Regions from separate parts of the Rattus norvegicus genome. Here region 2 is linked to region 1. The links are chromatin contacts, called in public Hi-C maps. All regions are on one chromosome and are shown on one strand. Each heading gives the region's core, a stretch centred on a gene start, on an enhancer-like site or on the middle of the called end of the contact. The rest is flanking DNA. Distances are from core to core; before and after follow the strand shown.

What was found. Hi-C and Micro-C count contacts between places; a contact is called where the count stands out from the background.
Region 2: a contact with region 1 is called in a Hi-C map of the A7r5 cell line, with 1.5 times the contacts expected there. The contact joins the enhancer-like site here to the promoter of Notch2 in region 1. A contact is called at or near these places in 3 of 12 Hi-C or Micro-C datasets (the A7r5 cell line, kidney and liver).

The regions. Positions count from the first base shown.
Region 1 is chr2:188,297,116-188,300,686 of GRCr8, forward strand. Notch2 (notch receptor 2) reads left to right here and starts at 2,221. Exons shown (of 34, transcript NM_024358.2): 1 at 2,221-2,455. The coding sequence starts at 2,383.
Region 2 is chr2:188,347,890-188,351,682 of GRCr8, forward strand. The region is part of intron 2 of Notch2 (notch receptor 2); the gene reads left to right. Among named protein-coding and RNA genes, the nearest start is that of Notch2, 50 kb to the left of the region's middle. Within about 2 kb of position 1,267, at least 42 of the 93 cell types and tissues checked have an H3K27ac peak or open chromatin away from gene starts, as enhancers often do. A contact at or near this core is called in the A7r5 cell line, where this site is marked.

The DNA.
Region 1 (3,571 bases), core at 971-3,470:
ATGGGCTAGCTAGAATATGCAATTCATTTTACATTCCTTAATTCCAGGCTGAATTCATAACACTCTTGACTGGGTTATACTGATTTTTATGTGTCCCTTCTTATTCTTTCTTTCATTTATAATATTTCTACATTATTTATCTAGTGCTTACTAGAACACACATGTAATGAGTTTAACACTCCAACAATTCTATTCTTTAATGTGCGTGTGTGCACACGTGAGTGCACGGGCACATAGACACACACACATGGGCATACATGTATCTGTGGATATGCATGCATATATGTGTATGTGTGTAGAGACCAGAAGTTAAACTTGGGTATTATTATCAGGAATGCTATCCACTTCTTGAGACAAGGTCTCTCATTGGCTTAGAGCTCATCAATTATGTTAAATTGGTTGCCAACAAGCTCTAAGGGCCATCTAGTCTCTGTCTCCCTAGTGCCAGGATTAGAAGCACACGCTACTGTGCTTGGCTTTTTTTTTTTTTTTTTTGTGGTTAAGATTGTGTGTGTGTGTGTGTGTGTGTGTGTGTGTGTGTGTGTGTGTGTGTGTGATGGGGATTGTGCACATATGTGTGGGTGCCCATGAAGCCAGAACTCTTAGAACTAGAGTTATATGAGTTAAAATGGAGAGAAGGTTTACATGAAGTCACCTGAGTACGTGATTCACTTCTCATCCAAGGCATCCCCTCCTGGGGAAGCAGAATTAGCATCAAAATACAAACATATGTGTATATGTATGTGGCATATGATATATGCGTGTATGGTGTATTGTGTGTATAATACATGGTGTATGTGAGTGATATATGCTGTATATGTATATATGCACATGTGTAGAGTTCAGAAGGCATCAGCTATCCTGTTCTATCACTCATCTTAGTCCCTTGAGAAGCGTTTGTGTGTCTCTCTTATGGAACCTGAAATTGGGCTACCAGCTAGTTAGTCCCAGAGATTCATTTAACTCCATCCCATACAATTGTTTCAGGCATGTGCATAGTCAAACCTGGCTTTTAATGTGAGTGTTGGGGATTTGAACTCAGGTCCTTGTGCTTGCACAGCAAGCCCTCTTACCCTCTGAGCCATTTCCCCAGATCCTAAAGCACTTCTCAAAATGCAGTTTTAATGTTCACACCCATATTCACTTGTATTCTGCATTCTAGGTCACCATCTACTATGTGATAGGCACTGATGGTGACGACCATGGTCTTTGGCGGTAAAGATTTCGCAGTGTAGTTAAGACAGAAATAGATAGTCCTGTGTGGTTCATGCAATTCCTTGTAGTGGCCAGTTTCATATACTCTACAAACTCATCTATACCCAGGCTAGATCACAGTCCACACTCACGTTGGAAAGAACTAGTTAGGGTTATAGCTTTATCTGTCATTTAAAAACGATGTACACAAACAACCATAAGATATGTGAATGGTATTCTTAGAGTCTTGCTCTGCAATTTGTGTTTTCATCATCATTTTGGTTTTACGGTTGACGTATATGAAGGTGATATTTTCAGTCGTATTGCACCTCACTTATAATTACGAATTATTCACCTAGCCCCCAAGGGTGGGGCATTTAGGTCACTCTTAACTCGCAGCTATTAATAGGTTACAAAGAGTATTCTGGTTCTTACCATTTTCTACACTTTGACTAGAGTTTCAGGCTTCTGTTGTCAGGATACCTGTCTTTTGAAAGCCTCCCCTAAATTATCCTAGACCCTAGAGTGGATGATCCCAGGGTCCCAAGCATCTTGCTACAGGAAGTTCACTAAAAGAACCAAAGATGGATGGATGAATAGATGAATGAACGAAATGCCCAGAGCATCTCAAGGAATGTCCCCTTAAGAGGACTTTGGCGCCTACTTTCCGTTGACAGCCCCGTGTCTGCTCTCCCTCATTTCTCTAATCAGCCAAGGAGTGTGTGGGTGTGTGGGGCATGAGGTCTGCCTCTCTTTACAAGTTCAGGATCCGCGCAAACCCTCGCGTTTGATGTTGGTCGCTTCAGCCAACCCCTTATCGGAGCTCACGGGCGGGCCAGGCGGCCGGGCGGGCCGAGTACCAAGTGCTGTTCGCTCAGATCCCTCCGCGCGCAGCGGACCGGCGCTTCTTTCTGCGGGAAACCCCTGGGCACGCGGCGGCGACGGGGGCGGAGCCTCGCGGTGGGAGGAGGCCGAGGCGGAAGGACACGCGGGCCACTCTGCCGCGCGGCTCAGCCAGAAACTTTCAGCCAAACTTCGGGCGGCGGCCTGGCTGCGCGGAGTGCCGGGGCGGCGTAGCGGCAGCTCCTGGACTCGGCGAGCCGCGGGGGCAGGGTAGAGCACGCGAGAGCGGGGCTCCTGGTCGGGACCCGCTCCCCATGCGGATCTGCTTTGGCTGCGGCAGTGAAGATGCCCGCTCTGCGTCCCGCCGCGCTGCGGGCGCTGCTGTGGCTCTGGCTGTGCGGCGCGGGCCCCGCGCACGGTGAGTACCAGGCGCCCGGGAGACCATCCCTCTGCCACTGCGCGCTCCGGGGGCTGCGCCTTCCAAACTGCCTGGTCCGGGCCTCGAGTCTTGGCAACGCGTAGCGTCTCGGGTTCCGCGTTAGCGGGGTCTCGGGCGAGCAGCTCGCGGGCCGAGGTGCGAGTATGATTGGGAGGGCGGCGGGGGCTTGCGGCGTTCCCAACTTTTGACACCCGGATCGGTCGGTCTGTCCGGAGGAGGAGTTGGGCGTGGGGCTTAGGTCTTGGAGAGGTGGAGGCAGCAGTGGGGGAACTGGTGTGGCAGCGTGCTGAGCCACATGATTGAAAATCTCAACTGCTGTTATTCTTTCCGAGGCGCGGAGCTCGGCTGCGGTTCCAGTGTGCGTCCAGCCCCAGGAATGTGGTGTGACGATCCCCAACTCCTCCGACCTGGCAGCAGCTTGCTGCTCTTTTGGCACCGTTGGGGGTGGGGCAGGGGCGGGGGCAGGCGAGGAAAAGTGGAGACAGTGGTTGATTCGTAGCGCTTGCTTAGAAAGGCTCGTTATGGTGGGATATTCCTTGCCCCCTCTCTAACACGGTGGGAGCCAGGAAAGGAAATCGAATCATACTTTGCCCATTCCACCCACATCTTTAGATCTTACGTTTCTTTGGAATGTTGTATGGAAAGAACTTTGGAGCCCAGCTCTGTAATCCTGGATTCAAATCTGCTGTATTAACTCACCAATAAAATGGGGATGAAATTACCCAGCTAATAGGATTAATTAAAAGAATGTATATTAAACCCGTAGCGCTTAAAAGATATTGAGAAAAGTTCTTTTAGGACAGGGGCAGCGGTTTGGTCTTTCTGGGTGAAGTTTGTGCTTCCAGTGGGGAGTATGACTTGTACACAGTGTTCGATGAACTGGTAGGGTCCTCCTTTAACTCAAGAACAGTTAGCTTTTTACCAGAAAACCCCTACGACATCTTTTTCAGAGAAAGGATGAGTTTCAGAAAAATCCGGGCTTTGTTCATTGTAGCAAGCAGCGGACATGCCAATTCCAGATGCTTTGAGGACTCGATTATTTATCACCTGCAAACAGTGCTGGCTTGTTCAGCATCAACCAGATACTTTTTGAAA
Region 2 (3,793 bases), core at 17-2,516, 50 kb after region 1:
GGTAGGGCTCCAGAAGACAAACCCTGGCCTCCCAGCTCCCTTGTCGGAGTTTTCCTGTGGGAAACTTTTAATTTGGAAGCATTCAGCTAATGTGGGAATCAAGATTAACATTTTCTGAAATACTTGTACAAGAAAGGCAGAAATGTGCTGTCCAGGAAGCAGATTTACATAGTAGAAAAACGCCTGCCTTGCAGTCTTTGTGTGTCAGATGTGAGTGAGTGAGTGTGTGTGTTGGGGTGTGTTTGGGAGGTGTGGGTGTGTGTGTATGAGGGGGCGGGGGGGAGTGTGAGTGAGTGTTTGTGTGTGGGGGTCGGGTGGGGGGGAGAGAGAGAGAGAGAGAGAGTGTGTGTGTGTGTGTGTGTGTGTGTGTGTGTGTGTGTGTAGGGTTGATTGTATACTGGTCTTTGTTTCTTTATATCAAACCAAGAAGGCCCTAGAAAGCATGTTTTACCACAAACAGCCTGTTTGGGGCTCCACTGTGCACACCAGCACTTCCCCTTCTTACTGGGTAAGATATACTGTTTCCTTCTCTTTTTTCTTTATTTCCCTTTCGTCTTTGGAAGTAGCAGCAGGGAATGAGTGTAGTGGGGGGTTGTGGGACAATGCATATGATAAAGCAGCTTCCATTTTCTATTATCAGGAAGTTAGCTGTAGGTCCACGCTGAACACAAAACGAAACAAAAGCCAAACAATAACAACAAAACAAGTCAGCAGTGAGCACAGCCCAGTTAGTTACCTTTGCACGGTCACAGAATTAAGAGGTTGATAGTCTAGCGAGATGTGGGGCTGAGGGACACGTTGAGGTTACCCAGTGGCCTGGGATATTGAGTGTAGCAGAGGCATTGAGACTGGAGTCTAAAAACTTTGGGGCACCTAGATGTTTTCAGCCTGGCTTTGGGAATTGAAAGTTAAATAGGAACTTTCACTGGTTACTGCTAGCTTCATCTGTTAGCAATTACTTTTATCTACTTTAACGGGGAATGGGAACAGGGTAGGGGTGGGTGGTGGTGGCAGGAAACCTGGCTGGCATCATGGTCACAGGAAAGAACAGACTGATTTGAGGCCCTTTAAACTACAGACCTTTGTTACTGTCCAGCGTTTCATTTGGTTTGTGGGTCGTTAGCCCCCATCCCCCATGTACCTTAATGACCGGTTGTCCCCCTCCTGAGCTCAGTGGAGGCTGGCCGCCACCATAGAGCGGAGGGCTGAGAGGCCCAGAGCAAGACGAAAGTGGGTTGAAAGCCGAGTTCTGGTTAAAGAATTTTCTGCTGGAAACCAGCCCAGAGGGAGTCAAGAGGAGCTTTAATGAGGAGCAGCTGCACTGCGATGCAGCCCACAGGAGACATTTTCCCTCCATTCCACATTCTGCACAGTTTTTGAAAACTCACGATTTTGAAATTGCTGTTGTGTGAAGACTGCCCCTCCCTCCTGTGTGTGGTGGGGCTTCCTTTGTTGTTGTTTTTAATGACCAAATCCTCACCAACAATAAAAATAAAACTCCCAAAAACACAAGCAAAAGGGTTGCAGCACGGCCTGGGCACAATTTGGGCTCACCCTGCTGCTGGAACATTTGGTGGAAATGGGGTGAGCAAGCCCTGGTGTTTAGTTGGAAGAGAGGTTGTTTCTTCCTCAGACGTCACCCATTTTGGAGCTGACAGAGCTGCTCCCTGCTTTTGGCTTTTCTCTCGATGGGTGGCTGTTCACTTGGGAAGTTCTCCTGCCCTGTATTACTGGGGAGACAGCCTACACTGTGGCCATTGCAGATGGACGATAGGTGGGAACTGCCATTCTTGTCCCTGTTCCATGTCCAGAATCCAGGCTACTGTGCCTGGGAGAGGCAGGGCCTGGCTGGCTGTTTCAGGGAGGGCCTTAAAGGAGTCCTTTCAGATGAAACCTTTTCTACTGCTTTCTCTCTTTCCTGCCTTCACCCTATTCTCCCATTGCATGTGCAATGAGCAGTAGCTTCTTTTGTGTCATTAGCAGCAGACTTGTAATAGGTAATGGCCGTAGCCCTGTGGACCAGGCAGTAAGTAAGCATCTGCCTGTGTCTGCATTTGCCTGCTGAGCTCATTTCCCAAGAACAGAGTCACACCTCTGGCTGTCCCTTCCACCGTCTTTTACTTAGCATAATAATGTTTTAGTGTGTCAGGTAGTCCGTCCCTTATTCTGGACAGATAATGTTTTATTGTGTGGATAGAATACTCACCAGGGGATGGGTAGTTGGGCTGTTTTACCTTCAGCTATTATGAATCATGCTGGCATGAACTTGTGAACGAAGAATGCTAGTGTGAGCATAGGCTTTTAGTTACTGTGGGGTGTGTGTGGGGGGACAGAATTTTAGGGAAAGATGTATCTTATAATGGAAAGACTGAAGACTGTTGAAGCAGCAAGCCAGTCATTTTACGTCACAATACTGTGAATACAGCATTTACTGTTTGCTGCATGGGGTTCTCAGTGCTGTGAAGACGTGAGGACCCCGTGAGGGCAGGCACTCATACTGAGTCTGTGTCACAAGAGAGAGGGCCAGTGCTGTGCTCCAGCTCCTACGGTGAACCAGATCTGCAGTGCAGGGAGCTGGTTCTGAGGTACAGGCTCAGCAGCAGGACAAATGAACACGGTGACGTCCTGCCGCTGCATCACGTTGGTGCAAGCAGGGGCTGGTTATCGCCTCTTGGGAATAGTTTAGAAATGCTTATACCACTCGATTGAAATTACCTTACGGTGCCTTAAGGTTTGATGCATGGAGGTGGGAATAGAGCCAGCAACAAGATGTCTGACCTGAGGCTTTAAAGATGATTAGAACTGCTATCAATAGGGGAACAGTTAACACAAGTGATAAGGAATTCAGTTAACAAGACTTGTCAGACACGGCAACTGTATATAACTTAAAGAGAGATTAGATAAAAGAGATGTCGAATTATGACCCTTAGGAAATTGGAAGAGCTGAAAGTTTCTTGGGGAAATGATCTTTCCCTAATGTTTTTCTTTACGTCATTGGCAGGACATATTATGATAGGTAGTGGCTTAGAAAGCTGAACCGGTGCCCTAGAGTGGCGTCCTTTGGAGTCTGCTGTGTTTAAATCATTGTAACAAGGACAAGCACTAAGTGTATGGTGGAGAAAAGAGCAGTGTGGCCCAGAATTGAACTGAAAATGGCCATAATGGAAAGGAAAAAGGTAGACCAACTTTGCTAGGCCTGGTCACATTCCAGATGGTATAGGAAGTGACCCACAGAGCTTCCAGTGGGACTGGGGGTGCCCTTGCGTGAGCAGAGAAATGTCAGCTAAACCTCACCAGGTCTGCACTCTTAGGAGGTGATCGGAGCCTCCTGGGTTGCAAGCTGTCTTCTGAGAAGTGAGACGTGGTCAGAAAGAAAGGACTGTCTGCACACTGAGCCCAAGAGGCTTGTTTGTACATGGATACAAACATACAGGCATCTTAGTAGAAAGGAAGGGAGGAGGGACGTCGTTGAAAAGGCAGGTTAGAAGAGACCTGTGTATATATGTCAAGGTAAACCTAAAGACACAGAGGGATGGTAAGCCCAGGACATTTTAAGTAGGAAGTTGGGTCTTCACCAATAAGTAAGTCTAGTTTCATGTACAGGGAGGTGGTTCTGCCTGTGGGCTTTAGAGGCCTCACTGCTGTGTATCATCCCGAGGACTCACACAGGGACTAAGGGCTCCATGTCCTTGCCAGCTTACAGCTTCCCTCTGTCATCCCTCCTTATGCCCTTGGGTGTGGCGATACCTGGCCTCATGCTGTTCCTTGGATAAGCTAGGGTTGCTCAGAGCCT